Regions from separate parts of the Cyprinus carpio genome. Here region 2 is linked to region 1. A link is a contact called in public Hi-C data. All regions are on one chromosome and are shown on one strand. The core of a region is the stretch at or near the end of the contact, and the rest is flanking DNA. Distances in the headings are between cores, read along the strand shown.

Evidence for each region. Hi-C and Micro-C count contacts between places; a contact is called where the count stands out from the background.
Region 2: a Hi-C map of skeletal muscle shows a contact between it and region 1, with 2.0 times the contacts expected there. The contact joins the promoter of LOC109084185 here to the enhancer-like site in region 1. A contact is called at or near these places in 2 of 8 Hi-C or Micro-C datasets (liver and skeletal muscle).

Annotation. Positions count from the first base shown.
Region 1 is chrA13:26,740,401-26,748,259 of ASM1834038v1, reverse strand. No RefSeq gene overlaps it. Among protein-coding and RNA genes, the nearest start is that of LOC122147349, 39 kb to the right of the region's middle. Within about 2 kb of position 4,554, at least 5 of the 8 cell types and tissues checked have an H3K27ac peak or open chromatin away from gene starts, as enhancers often do. A contact at or near this core is called in skeletal muscle, where this site is marked.
Region 2 is chrA13:26,783,430-26,791,288 of ASM1834038v1, reverse strand. It overlaps LOC109084185 (interferon regulatory factor 2-binding protein 2-A), which reads left to right and starts at 4,450. Exons shown (of 2, transcript XM_019098877.2): 1 at 4,450-5,421; 2 at 5,808-6,933. The coding sequence starts at 4,656. The coding sequence ends at 6,466.

The sequences.
Region 1 (7,859 bases), core at 3,305-5,804:
GAACATCTTAGCAACCACATAGCCACATCCCGGCAACTACCATCTTAGAAACCACATAGCAATGCCCTGGAAACCACCAAGAACATCTTAGCCAACACCTAGCAACAACCAATAACATCTTTGCAGCTACCTAGCAATGCCCTAGCAACCACCAAGAACATCTTAACAACCACATAGCCACATACTGGCAACTACCATCTTAGAAACCACATAGCAACACCCTGGAAACCACAAGGAACATCTTAGCAACCACTTAGCAATGCCTTAGCAACTACCTAGGACATTTTAGCAACCACATAGCAACACCCTAGCAACCAACATCTTAGCAACACATAGCAACAACCCGGAAACCACAAAGACTATCTTAGCAATCAACTATCAATTCCCCTAGCAACAATTAAGGACATCTTGGCAACCAAATAGCAACACCCTGGCAACCATCAAGAACATCTTAGCAACCACATAGCCACACCCTGGCAGCCACCATCTTAGAAACCACATAGCAACACCCTGGAAACCACAAGGAACATCTTAACAACCACCTAGCAATGCCTTTGCAACTACCAAGGACATTTTAGCAACCACATAGAAACAGCCTGGCAACCACCATCTTAGAAACGCATAGCAACACCCTGGAAACCACCAAGACTATCTTAGCAATCAACTATCAATTCCCCTAGCAACAATTAAGGACATCTTGGCAACCAAATAGCAACACCCTGGCAACCATCAAGGACATTTTAGCAACCACATAGAAACACCCTGGCAACCACCATCTTAGAAACCGCATAGCAACACCCTGGAAACCATCAAGAACATCTTAGCAACCACCTAGCAATGCCTTTGCAACTACCAAGGACATTTTAGCAACCACATAGAAACAGCCTGGCAACCACCATCTTAGAAACCGCATAGCAACACCCTGGAAACCACCAAGACTATCTTAGCAATCAACTATCAATTCCCCTAGCAACAATTAAGGACATCTTGGCAACCAAATAGCAACACCCTGGCAACGACCATCTTAGAAACCACATAGCAACACCCTGGAAACCACCAAGAACATCTTAGCAACCAACTAGCAATGCTCTAGCAACCACTAAGGACATCTTAGCAACCAAAAAGCAACACCCTGGCAACCACCATCTTAACAATCATATAGCAATGCCCTGGCAACCACCAGAAACGTCTTAACAAGCACATAGCAACACCTTGGCAACCTCAAACAGCACCCTGTCACCGTGGCAGTGAGTTTTGAAAAGGCAAACATAGAATTTATTTCTTTTCTATGAAGACAAAAATCTAGCTGCTTTTCCTTGCAGTAAACTGCTGAATGACTTTCAGATGTCTAGCACATGTAGGCCTGTTGTTGGTGGATCTGTTTTGGTCTCTTGCGTGTCTGTGTGTGTGTTCAGGATTCACTGCACTCCAAAGTATTTTTGCACTTGTGTTCTTCCCGTAAAAGCAGGCAGGCTGCCACATGCTCGCACGCCCCGTCCACATGATCTGAGAGAGACAGAGACAGGAGGGGGAGGCTCTTAATGCAGTGAGTCAGCACTCCAGAGTCCATTTAATCTCCATCCTGACCGACCAGCACTGCTTAACCCTTTCCTACCTCCCCTCTGCTTTTAATAACCTCCATACAGGGAGCAAAGATGTAGATCATCATTTCTTTTTCATGTAGCCTGTCCTGTGTTATATGCTTATATCCTTGCTGAATAAAAATAACATATATATATAAATATATTGATAAAGGGTGTAGATATTTATTTCTTTTTTTCTTTTCCTGTCCTATATATATATATGAATAAAAATAACATATAAGCTAGGACACATTAAATTGATCAAAAGTGACAGTAAAGACATTTATAATGTTACAAAAGATTTCTATTTCAAATAAATGCTGTTCTTTTGAACTTTATATGTATCAAAGAATCCTGAAAAATAAACTGTATCAAGGTTTTTACAAAAATATTGGGCAGCACAACTGTTTTTAACATTGATAATAATCAGAAATGTTTCTTGAGCAGCAAATCATAATATTAGAATGATTTCTGAAGATCATGTGACACTGAAGACTGATGTAATGATGTTGAGAATTCACAGGAATAAATTACAATTTAATCTATGTTACAATATAAAACAGTTAATTTACATTAGAAAAAATATTTCACAATTTTTACTCGTTTTTTTTTTTTTTTTTTTTTTTTTTTAATCGAGTAAATGCTTGGTGAGCACTTCTTTAAAAAAAAAATGTAAAAATCATACCAACCCCAAAATATGACAAAACAAGATTGAAAGAAAAGAACTCATGGAATGTGACTGAAGTTTCTAAATATGTCTACATGTCTGAGAATTTTCTAAATAATGTTTAACTGTCATCACAGAGGCGTCGCAGCCATTTCTCTAACACAGAACAACATATTTACAGTTCATTCCTGTCTCTTTTTGGGATACAGTAGTTTTTCATTTTACTTGGCTATGATGCAAAGACAAAAATGTTGCAGACTGTGCAAAATAACTTTAAGAGCAAGCGTGTTACTGCGGTATGCATGCATGTGTTTACCGTGTTCACACACAATGAGAGCGAGGGAGACGGCGGACGGAGAATGTAGGTCACATTCCTGAGCTGAAAGCTTTCCGAGCCGCACAATCACAGCAGGATTTCCAGCATTTCACTGAAAGCTGTCAAACAAGCGCATTTCCCCCCAAACAGAGACCCCCGTCTGCAGGTCGCGGGATCAAAGCCACCGCTGACCACGTGGCTCAATCGGCCTTTGTGTGGCTTACAGCTGAGATTGTGCTTTTTTAAATTTTGGTTGTGTGAATTTTGTAGCCGCACACAATGCATTCAACACACACAAAATCAAATCCAGATTGGCTGGCAAGCGTCCACTGATTGGCTGGCTCTCACTCTGAGCTCTCTCTCTCTCTCTCTCTCTCACACACACACACACCTAAATGAGGACATTCCATAGACTTCTATTGTTTTCACTTACAGATAGTTATAAATACTGTAACCTAACCCTAACAGAAAATGTTCTGTATTCTTACCATTTTAAAAAGCTTTATTTACATGCTGGATTTACAAATGAGGATGTCCCCAAAATGAGGTTTAGGGAGGTTTTGTCAGCTTTAGCTCACTTTCAGCTACAAATCTGTCCCCGTAGTAGGTACAAACACAAGACAAACACTCATTAGACCTCCCATATGATGCATTAATTCTCTAATGTTTCCTTCATCTGAACCGCTTTATTCAGAACTAATTGCATTTCTATAAATATTAAAATGAATTGTTTTCATGATATTCTCTTTTTAAAAACTTCTCTATTCTTCCACAGATTTTATTCGGAGAATGCCATTTATTCTATATATATAATATAATTAGTATTATATATACTGTAAAAGTATTATACTCTTATTGTATGCTTTTATTTTTATATTTTCAGTTTTTAATTTTTTGTATTTCTAATGTGCTTTTATTTTAAATATATATTATATATAATATATACTATATATATATATATATATATATAATATTAGTATTTCTAAATTACTTTGATTTTTAATTCAGTTTAAGATTTAGTTTTGTTTCAGTAATTTTAGTACTTCAGCTCAAACTTATTTCAGTTTGCTGCCAAGGCAACATTTCTAATTCTTTAGTTTAGTTTTAGTTTAGTTTATCATCTAATATTTATATCTCATTTCAGCTATGCACTGTAAAATTTTTTATTATTTATTTTTCTATTAGTTTTATTTTTAATTCATAACTAAACAATTATCTAAATTAAAACTGAAGTACATAAAAGATTAATAAAGACTATTTGAAAATATAACGACAAAGCAAAACATAAAAAAGTTTGGGGTCAGTAAGATTTTTAATAAATAAATGAGCACTTTTATTCAGCATGGAAGTAGTAATTAATTTAATGCATGCTTTCTGAATAAAAGCTTTCATTTCTTAAAATTTCTTAACGTCATTTTTTAAAAAAGTATTAAAAATCTTAATGACCCCAAACTTTTTAACGGCAGTGTAAACTGCAAAGTTTTTTTCTTAACGTCATTTTTTAAAAAAGTATTAAATATATTAGTGTTAAAAATCTTTTTGACGTCATAATTTTTTATTGAAATTTTACTACACACAATACACACAAACATGTTAAAACCATTAAGAAAATGAATAAAGGAAAAGTCAAATCCGGTTTCCTCCAGCTTAACGCTTCAGTCATTCATACTCTCTCACACATACATCTGTCAGCCTGTTTTCCGAGTGAGTCACAAAGAATGATTGCTCTCTCTCTCACACACAGACACACACACACACACACACACACACACACACACACACACACAGCCCGCAGCTCAGCTGCCCGCAGCTCTAATTCCGCAGCAGATGATGATCGTCTGTATCAGGCCTGCGAATCACACCCCTGTTTTGACTCCCAGTTTTTTCTTTCTCTTTCCTTGGAATTGGACGCGGCTCCAGAGGGAGGAGAGGACGGAGATAAGCAGTGACAGGATTGTGCAGGGAAGGGCTGGTGCTCGTGCTTTATTACACGGCCCCGGGGCGCGCATTTCTGCGGCCGACATGTCTGGACGCGACCCCCGCGCCAGAGTATTGAAGCACGGCTCTGATTGAACACAAAAGATGGGAAGAGAGAGAGATCTGAGACAATGATGTCACTCATTCCCGATAGCGATGAGAATCATGTGGAATTTCGGTTTAGATTCCTTAACAGTTTTGGTTCCTTAACAAAGCTCTTAGTACTTGACTGGTATAATTAAAGTGACAGTTCATCCTAAAATTAAAATTCTGTCATCATTTACTCACCAATCTTCTGTCGAGTTCGAGCTGTGAATGTCATGAGCTGTAGTTCAGTGAATCAGTCAAGAACCGATCCACCCGAGTGAATCATTAGACTGATTCAAACTGATTATTTTGAATCATTTGATCATGAATCGGACTGTCGGACAGTGTTGTTATCGTTAATTAAAATGAAAACGTTTTATTTTAATTGTTATAACTATAACAAAGTTTAATTGTTTAATACACTGGTAGAAACGAACTCAGAAATTGCTAATACATTTCAAAATTAAAATAGATATTGAAATATAAAGACTGAAATAGTATTTTCTTGTAAAACATACTCCAGTAAACTTGTTTTAATTACAACTTAAAAAAAATATATATATATTTTTTATAGTGTATAGCTGAAATAAAATCTAAATATTAGATGAAAATCTTAAACTAATTTGTATTTTAGTTTTAATTTTTATTTAAATTAAGTTTATATTTATTTTTTTTTTAAATTTTATTTTTATTGTGTTGTTGTTATTTTTTTTTTTTTAGTATACTCTTATATCCCGAAAAATATTTTTTCAAAATAGTTCAAATATTTTTTTAAAGTCTATTTTAGTCTTTATTAATTTGTATTTAAGTTATTATGTTAATTAATTTAACGCGTCCTTGCTGAATAAAATATTTTTTAGTATTTTTTTTTTTGTATTTTTTTTTCTAAAAATGCACTGACCCCATAATTAATTTGTATTTAAGTTATTTAGTTTTTTTATTAGGTTTTTTGTTGTTGTCGTTGTTGTTGTTAATTTAGTCTTTATTCATTTTTGTTCAACTTTAAGTGAAGATTAGAAATGTGTCCTTGGCAAATAAAAATATTTTATTTTATCTCAGTTAACATTTATTTTATTTCAGTTATTAAATATATATTTATTTTTACTTTTAGTTAACAACTTTAAGTGAAGTTTTGTTTTGTATAATTGCGGTTACTTCTAAGCGGTTGTTTTAAGCGGTTTGTTTACAGCAATTACAGCATCTTCAGTAATTGCTTTACAGAAGGACTGAAATTAGCTGTCTTGTTTCATGATAATCGTATTAATAGACAATGACAATGACGTGGACGTGAAGAAAAGAGGATGGTTTAGTCAGTGGGGTGTGTGTGCCCTTAACCTACTTAAAATAGTGTGTCAACTAATACGTCTCTGTGGCGTTTCCTGTCTGAACAATGACACTGGAGAGTAGGAGAATAGCTAGCGAGACGAACTTCCCCCTCCTCGCGGGCCACAGCACTTCATTTAGGAAACCGTGTCAATGTGAACCTCTGTCACTCTGCAGGCTCAGAATAGCCACTGTTCCCTTGGTAGCCGTTTTTCCTTCTCTTTTTTTCAGTGCCGGGACTGCTTTCATGAGAGGATGGTGTGCTGTTGCTATGGCTCTGCTGATTGCTGGTTTAAGTTGGTAAATGTGTTATGCACACTTGATCGATGATGCATTTCACGGGCAAGCACACATGCATGTGCGGATAGAGTAAAACTGGCGAATGCAGGGCAAGACATTAATATATTCCACTGATAAATCCAACTGCTTTATATGTCTGGTGCCACTGATGATATGATATCCTACATACTGAAGTTGATGTAATGGGTTAAAACAAAATAAATATGCATCCAGTCTTTAAAAAGATACTCAGAGTTTAATTTGAGACGCTTAGGAGCAAGTAAACTAGGTGCCCACGAGAGTTGTGTCTCTGACATAAACAGTGTTTAATAACCTGTTTCAGATAAAACCACTCCTAAATGGCACATAAAAAGAAAACGTGATCGCTTACTCAGGGAGATCTCGCATGTGTGACGTGGTTGAGTTAATTCCCTTAAAAAAAAGAAACATTTCAAGAGATCCATAGGGTTCATGACAGTGTATTAAACCACACATACAAGCCATAAAGTGACATTTTACAGATACAAAAGCAAACTATATATTAGCAAAATATATTTCACAATAGATTGATATTTTTCATGTAAGTGTGTTAACTGTATATTAGCAAAATATATTTCATGGCCACAAATGTATTGCTAATATAGATTTAACCTATATATACAGTATATATACTGTGTATGGCGTTTTAAGATCGGAAATGCTGCAATATAGATGTAGATTCACTAATATATTTTTTAGGTTTACTTATTGTTCACAAAATATATTAAACGTATGTTCATAATTATATTTTGGCCAGACAAAAAATTATGGTTGAGCCTACATGACTATGTTTATGAATCATATATATGCACATGCAGCGCTGTCAAAAACCGAGGCGTCCTGGCGTCCAGATCTTGTTAAATCATGACCAGTAATATTTTCCAACGCATTCGCCATCTGAATCATGGCTGGAATTAAACCCAAGAGCTCAGGATGTACATCACTGTTTCATAACATCACAGTTTACTCTCTCTATCAGGAATACGAGCAGCACTGAGTCAGTAAAGCAGTCAGGTCTGTGCAGCTACAAGGAAGGGTTGGAAATCTCACAGGCTTTTAAGACAGACAGGATGAAGAGAGCAGGAAGGCGCCTGCGTTTGAAGCGCGGCCACACCTTTATTAAATAATTGAGTCGACAGATTAAAGTTGCAGCAGCGCTTCAGTCCTCTGCCTGGGCAGCTGGGGAACAAGTGGAGGTGGGACCCATCTGCGGACGGATGGATGGATGAATAAAGTGTGGCTCATTTCCTGCCTTGAGAAAACCTATATCTGATGCTCATACTTCCAAGAGGAAGTTCGTACAGGGCGCCCTTGTGCTTCTGAGTCAGGGAGTTGTTTGGGGTGACGCCATGTTGCTCTGGCTTTCAGGAATCCTTGCGATGCTGCCAAGAGCTCTCAGACAAAGCAAACCCGCCGAGATCTGCCTCTCCCCCCAACTCGCACACATGGAAGCCATTTGAGAGGCCTGGCTTGGAAACAGAGTCAAATACTCTGGAAATGACAGACTGTTTTTGTGTCATGTGGGCTGTTTTTTTTTTTTTTACAGACTTTCCATGTTCACTTACTGTAAAAGGATTAGTCATACAAA
Region 2 (7,859 bases), core at 3,201-5,700, 43 kb before region 1:
AAAAATGTTTAGTATTCTGTTTTTATTTTGCATTGAACTCTCCTAACTGGCATAATTACCAGACAAGACCGGCCTTTTTTACTTCATCATGCTTTTTTTTGTATTACTGTTGCACATGTGGCACATCTGGCGCTCTGCCTGAATCATTACTTACTTTTTATGTTCCGCTCGCCGTCGCCATGGAAACTGCTGCATGTTTGGCAGCGAGCCTTTGAAGGAGAGCGAGAGCGGCCGCGCGCAACAGAGAGGATTGCGAGCTCTCAGGAATTGGCCTATATCCAGTGTAAATCATGGCGGGGAGCTGAAATGAGGCGTTGGCAGCACACCAGGTTTCAGAGAACAAAGATGTGAGCCACTAATGTTGGCTGCAGAGCCTGCTTGGCATCCTTTACCATTTCCCAGCAGCCCCTGCCACGGCTGCCTGCCAAGCCGCCCTCCCCTCCCCTGCTGGGACTGCAAAGAGGATCTGAATAAAGAAAGAGAGTTGTTTTTCTCCAGCTCCTCTGCTCCGATGACATCACCTCTGCAGCCTCCAGCCCCCAGATTCCAGACGCCCAGCACATTTCTTCTGCTTCTCTTTCTTCTCTCTCAGGCCCTCCATTTTGACTAAATTCCTCCATTTTATAATTGCTCTACCTCCTCAGTGTCACCAAATATTTGCTGTTTGCTCCGACAAAGTGAGAACGCTCCAATGAGTATATTTTTGTCAGTATATAATGTACATAGTTCATAACAACCAGATGAATATATGCCTGTTTTGAAAATATCCAGAAATTAATAGTTTCAGTAAATCAGTTTTGATTATATATAGTTGTGTGTGTGTGTGTGTGTGTGTGTGTGTGTGTGTATACACACACATGTACATCTATAATATATACATATAATTTGTGTAATCATTTATCAAAGTAAATGTCATCAGATGTAACAATCATAAATTATGAACTTAATAGTCATTTAAAGCAAAAAAGTATGTTTTATTTGCTTTTATTAAAATTAATATTGAAATAAGTATGTTTTCCTATATATAATGCAATAATGCTAATTACAGCAAAACTACGTTAATATTGATTTAATATTGTCAGAGTATATAGTGACAAATTGCTTTTGTTCCTTTATTGTGAGACACTTTAAGTTGAAAGACATTCACATTTTCTGTGCATTTATGCATTTAGCAGATACTTTTGTGCAAATTGTGGAACAAAACAAAAGTGGAACAAAAGCTAAATGCTTAAATGTAAATGTACACAACATAATAATGGGGTAGTATGTAAATAATTCTGCATATTTCTGGCTATTTGCTTCTTGAATAGCCTATATTCTCCTCCTTTTTTTTCTAAATGAATGTTATGTTTTAATGTGTATATATGCAATAAATACTTCATGCAGCCTGCTACATGAAATGACTGTATACGGGTCAGTGATCACAAAACTGAGCTTGCACAAGAAACTCATAACTCGCATCAACAACATTCTCAGTTGAATTGGTGAGACAAAATAGCAACACCGTAAACAGGATGTTGCCTGTCAGTGGGGCTATCCTGGTGAGCGCTGGGGTTGCCATGGTAACCATTTCCTGAGAAATGTACAGCCAATCAAAGGGAGGAAAGGAGAGTTTACAGACTGCCTGCATGCGCGAGGAAACGCGGTGACATCGTGTCAGCGGGTTCACTCGACACACTTCAGCCAACCCAAAAGCACAGCACACGTTGTTTAATACCGTCTGCGTCTCTGTGAATGTGTCTGGGTCCATTTCCGAGACCTAAAAGGAACCTTTTGGGAACACAAGTAGTGTTTTTGATGATGCTTCAAGATGAGAAGCATTTGTGACTTTTATATAACCTTTACGTTTGCGACTATAACAATATCAATATTTAATTTGTGCTGTTTTCATGTACAGTACCACGTCCCTGAACATCTGTAGCAGATGAGTTATATAACACAGAAAATGGGCCACGTTATGGAAGGGAGAAAGCCTGAGAGGAAAGAGGAAACGGTCTATCGTAAAACAAAACACTGATATTCTTAGGTATTGGTGTTTCCCTCTTGATTCAAACACACTTGGTTTTGATGGTTCACATGCTGTTTTTCAGGAGCCTCTCGATGTGATGTTTTCTTTCCGATGTGTTATTTTAACTGTGTTCCACAATGAGGCAGTGCTTGAGAAGTGCTGAGTCATGAGCGAGTGTTTCTCAACTGGTTTTGCTTTAGGAAGTAGAGTTGTATTTTTAAAATCATGTGGTGACCGAATGCAGCGCCAAAATTGTAAATGATACAAACATTCAAACTCTGAAATATATTTATATTACCAAGCTGGATTATGAAGGAATCAAAACGTCTGATTGGAGATGAATCATTTGTAAGAGCCATGACTGGTCAAATTTTATAATAATTAATTAGTTAATTAATTTTAAATAGCATATTTTATATTTGGTGACCTGCTAACACGGTTCCAAAATTCTAAATAATACAAAAGTAAACCAAAAAAACATTAATATTACCAAACTCGATTATGATGTAATCAAAAGTGTGATTGGAGCCAAATCATTTGTAAGAGCCACACTCGTACAAATTATGAATGAATATGAGTTTATTAATTTTATATGATGGTGAGCATCAAAACTGTAAGTAAACAAACAAACAAAAATAATCAAACACTGAAATGTATTAATATAACCATGAATTATAACCCCAACATTAAGCCTATTATATTACAAGAATGAATAAGACTATTAAATGCATGCTCTTTATAATTTGAGTATGATTTTTGATTTCGGTTTCTAATGATTCACTGCACAAACACATTATGGTCGACACGAACCGTGTTTATCCCTGTTTAAACTGTAGTCCGGTTTTTTGTTTCCTAAATATGCATGCTTTTTATGCATTGTTATTATTATTTCCATTCACCATTGTTTTTCACTGTTGTTTGTGACTGAGCCGCCAGTTGATGGAGAAAACCATATCAAGCAATGACCTTATGCCTTGCATCTCTGAGACGTTGCCCTTGAGTGACACCAGCCTTACAGAATGTGTTCATGTGAAATCCGATCGGCCTTCCCAGAATGCAAACCTGAGGAATTAGTTGTCAGGCCAGAAAGAAGAGGCGGTATTTACAGTTTCTCGGGTACAAAACACACCCTAGCGCTGCAATTCCTTTAGGAGGGTTGATCATAAGCCCTGGCTGCGATCCAGCAGATTTAATGTTCGTTGAGAAGGGCGAGGCGAGCTGTGGGTACGTGACTAAACATCTTACTTCCTCTTTCCAGCGTCACGAGGGCTTGCACAAACACATCCTGCCTTGTGTCTGCAGATTTCAGACGCATTGCTTCACCCAAAGAGCCCTGAAGCTGCACTCAGTTGGAACGGAGCCAAGACAAAAGAGAAGGACCTACAAAGCTATTTGTTGGTTCTTCTCACTGCACTCTGGACATTTTGTACCTAGTGACGTTTATAAGCATCTAAACGAGAACAAAAATTAGATTTGATGTTGAGTCTGTGTGGCATAAATGAAAGTGAGAGTTTTATTTCATGAGTGTGACACACAAGACTCTTATTATTGTGAGTTGATGAGTTCTGACTGGTGTGTTAGTGATTCTGTACAGGAATGTAGGGGGATCTCCAAACAGACATATTTTATTGTTATTTTAATGCATGAGTCAACACAGGCTGATCTGAGATCATCTCAGTTTAGTCTACAGCAGCCAGCCTATGAATTTATACTTTGAATATTTAACAATGATAATACTAATTACAATAATTTGATTTTATTCATTTATTTTTATTGTATTTTGTATTGTGTACTACTATACTATATTGTTTTTCTAAAACATTCTAAAATATTATAATTTATTAAATTAAGAATAAACTTGAATTATAAAATAAATGTTCAATTTGAATAGAAAATTTAAATAAAAATTAAATTAAATAAATAACCACACCTTTTTCATGGTTTTCCAGTCGTTTGTGTTTTAATGGATACAAAAAATAATAATTATAGAGCAATTTCATGCTAATAACAAAAAAATAGCATATCCACTACAACAAGATTTCATTAATTTCCACTTTCCCATGCCTGTAAATCTCAACTCCCTCATATTTCCATGTTTTCCATGACCGTGGGAACGAAATTCGATTGAAAAAGCTCATTATTCCTTACGGTAAGACTTTGTCTGATTTGCATACAGCGTCCGTCGTGCGTCAGTCGAGTCTGAACAGAACTTTCGGCTCCGAATCGTTTCCAGCGCGTCGGTGATATCGAAAGCGCTCTTTCTCTTATTTCCTACTTCTCGCCGCCGCCGTCGCAGCTCTGGCCTCGATTCAAGTAGAGTTAAATAAAGGAGAAGACGACGGGAGGAGGAGGAGGGGCGCGCGCATGCGCCGGAGGGGGCGTTCTATCTGCTTCTGTCGAAGAATCAAGTAAATAGAAGCGGAGTGTCAGAGTGACGTCACTGCTCCACATTGAGCCCGGTCTGGCCGCGGTAGTAGTGAGTGAGAGAGACCGAGCGAGCGTCGTAGTAAAGCGCACACTACTATGAAGTTCTGTTTGTAACTCAATTATTTCTCGAGAGGAGCCTACCTCGTTTTCCCACAGCATCCGCGGACACTTCTGAGAGGATTGCGCTGTGTTTTCGGAGGGTTTTCCACCTAAAAGAGCGATGTCGTCCGCGGCGGTTGCTGCTTCGAGGAGGCAGTCGTGTTATTTATGCGATTTGCCCCGCATGCCGTGGGCTATGATCTGGGATTTTACCGAGCCCGTTTGCAGAGGATGTGTCAACTACGAGGGAGCAGACAGGATCGAGTTTGTCATTGAAACCGCGCGGCAGCTCAAGAGAGCCCATGGATTTCAGGACGGCAGACCGGCGGGGCCGGGGAAACAGTTATCGGGGAAAGAGATCCAGGCGATGAATCACGCGTCTGGAGACCCGGGCTCGCGCCCGCCGCAGCCTCTGGACCGCTACCCGCTGTCTTCGGAGCGTCCACCCAGACCCGAGTATCAGTCTGCGCGGCAGGCGAACGGACTCCCGGTCCCGAACGGATTCTCAAAACCGGACGACCCTCCGGAGCTCAACCGCCAGAGTCCAAACCCGCGCAGGACTAGCGGCGTGCCGCCCAATTTAGTGCCTCTGGTGAACGGCAGCATGGCTCACGCGATCAACGGCAGACCCGGTCTCAGCCACGGCGATCTCGGCGGAAACAAGCGGCCAGCCTCGGTCTCCAGCACGGAGCACGACAAGGACAAGCACAGACCGGACAGCATGACGCCGGAGATCAGCGACAGCCACAAGAACCGGGCGGACGACTGGATCAAGAACAAAACGTCCCGGGATATAATGGCGCTGAACGCGTACGACAGCAGATTCAAGAAGGAGCACATGCAGCAGAGAGTCATGTACGAAACGAACGCTCCTGCGTCCAAATCAGGTCGGTATGAAACGCTTTTTGGTGCAGTTTCAGTGTAGTTGCAAACGGATGGACTGATACAGACTTACAAAGAGTGAAAAACAGTCAAATGTGCAAATATATATATTCATTCTGCATTCCTAGACTGTATATTATAGATGAATGCATGCAGTGCACTACAAAACAATGCTACTGTAGTCTCATAAATGGTCTGGTTTGAATGAGAGCACTATGGCATGAGTCAGCTGCAAAGAAAATTTCCGCTGATCAAAGCTCAACGTGTATTTGCATGTGGTGCTTCTGCAGTCAGCCTCATTGTTACGTCTGGCTCTACAGTGCATCACTGCGTCTGCCACATAGAGATGCTTTGTGTGCTATAATTCATTCATGCTCATGCTTTTTTGCAGATCGAGGCAAACATCCCAAGAATATGAAGAGAAAAGCTTCGCCGGAGCCTGACGGAGAGGGCGGCACCGCCGCCAAGATTAACGGAGATGGACAGCAGTGGCTCCCGGCGGGAGACGGATTGAAAATGCCCCCGGGGCCACCACCCAGCTTCGCCTCCCCGCCCTCCACAATATCCCCTCACCCTCGCACCACCCCACCGGAGGCCGCCACGGCCGCCACTCAGAACGGAAGTTCGCCCATTGCGGCGCTCATTCTGGCCGCGGACAACGCCGGTGGTAACAGCTCGCCCAAGGACGCCAACCAAGTGCACTCGACGACACGCAGAAACAGCAGCAGCCCGCTGTCACCCAACCAGCGGCGGCTGGCGCAGGGCGCGGGGGCACCTCACGTGCCGGGCATGGATCCGGTGCATCCGCAGAGCATCCCAGACTCCTCGGTTCCCAGCAGCATCCCGCTGTGCTGCACGCTTTGCCACGAGAGGCTAGAGGACACACACTTTGTGCAGTGCCCTTCAGTGCCGTCTCACAAGTTCTGCTTCCCTTGCTCCCGGGAGAGCATCAAACAGCAGGGTGCGACCGGAGAAGTGTACTGTCCGAGCGGCGAGAAATGCCCCTGGTGGGCTCCAACGTACCGTGGGCTTTCATGCAAGGCGAAATAGCCACCATTCTGGCAGGAGACGTCAAAGTAAAAAAGGAGAGAGACACTTGATTGCGCTTTTTACCTTTTTTTTTAAATATTCAAAAATGTCGGTCTATATAAATATATAAATATGAATATCACATGCATACCATCCAGACAGAAACTAACGGACTTGTATATAATGGACATATGAGGGACATGCATACTTGGTAAACATTGCTGTACATTTTTTGATTTTTTGAATACATTGTGTTTCTATATTTTTTGAAGATAAAAGGTATGTACTCATTATAACGGACTACGTTCTACTTTGTCGATGTTTAACGATTTCTTGATGTACTTTTAGGTATGGTGGCAGTTCCTGTTAAACGTAGAATGTGACTAATGCAACTCTACGAGCACTTGGCAAACATTGGAAAACGCTTCTAGCTGTACTTGTATGCACTTGTTTAAAATTGCCAAATACATTTTCTGATCTTGTATTAACGTAGAGTCTCTGCTTGCTTCTTCTGAGGATCTGAGCGCTGGAGCGGTTGCTTTTGGCTGGGCACACGTCCAACGCACGGGATCTCGGATGTGTTTTTCAATTATTATGTTTAACAAGGTCACGCTTTACATTACAGCGCTCATGTTACAGTGCATTTAGTAAACACCAATGATCAGCGTGTAGCCTAGTTAATATATAATTATTATTTCCCGGGGTAGCTTGTTATTGCGGTTGTAGTTAAAGCAGTGACATGTAATATGATCACTGATGTGTAAATCATTACCTTAACCAGTTATCTGGGTCGTGTTTGGGTTGTTAGGTAAAAGGGCTTTGTGCATTGAGGAAATTGCCTCGTCAGACATGGGTGGAGTCGGGTGAAGCGACTTGCATGTGTTGACTAATGCTGAAAAAACCCTACCATCTGTTTCGTCATCTCGGCTACTCAAAGACATCTTGACTTTTTCACTTAAGTGTTTAAACCTGTTTTAGAAGTATCTTTAATATTAAAACTAAATATTTTACATCAAAATGCATCAGTTTTGTTGCTCTATCAATGCTAAGAGTTATATAACAGTGCAGTGTTTTGGAAAACACGAGTATGAATCTTTCCACACATGCACACAGGGCCTCAAGAGAGACGCAATGATTATGCTAGTTTGTAAAACAACACGTGGTCACATGGTCAACTCTGGAATTCCCGAGTCACCATCACTGGTGTACTCTTGTTTAGTATCCGGCTGTCAGTAGGAGTCTGTTTTAACCTGTGTGTTATCTGTTTTAGCTGTACATGGAGAGTGTTTTGTGTGAATTTTAGCATGTTAAAAATATCCACCCATGCATTTATTTCTAGAAGTTTTAAATGCATGCATTATATTTTGCTACACGATATCAATGCACAGTTACATAACACGAGCAGTACAACAAT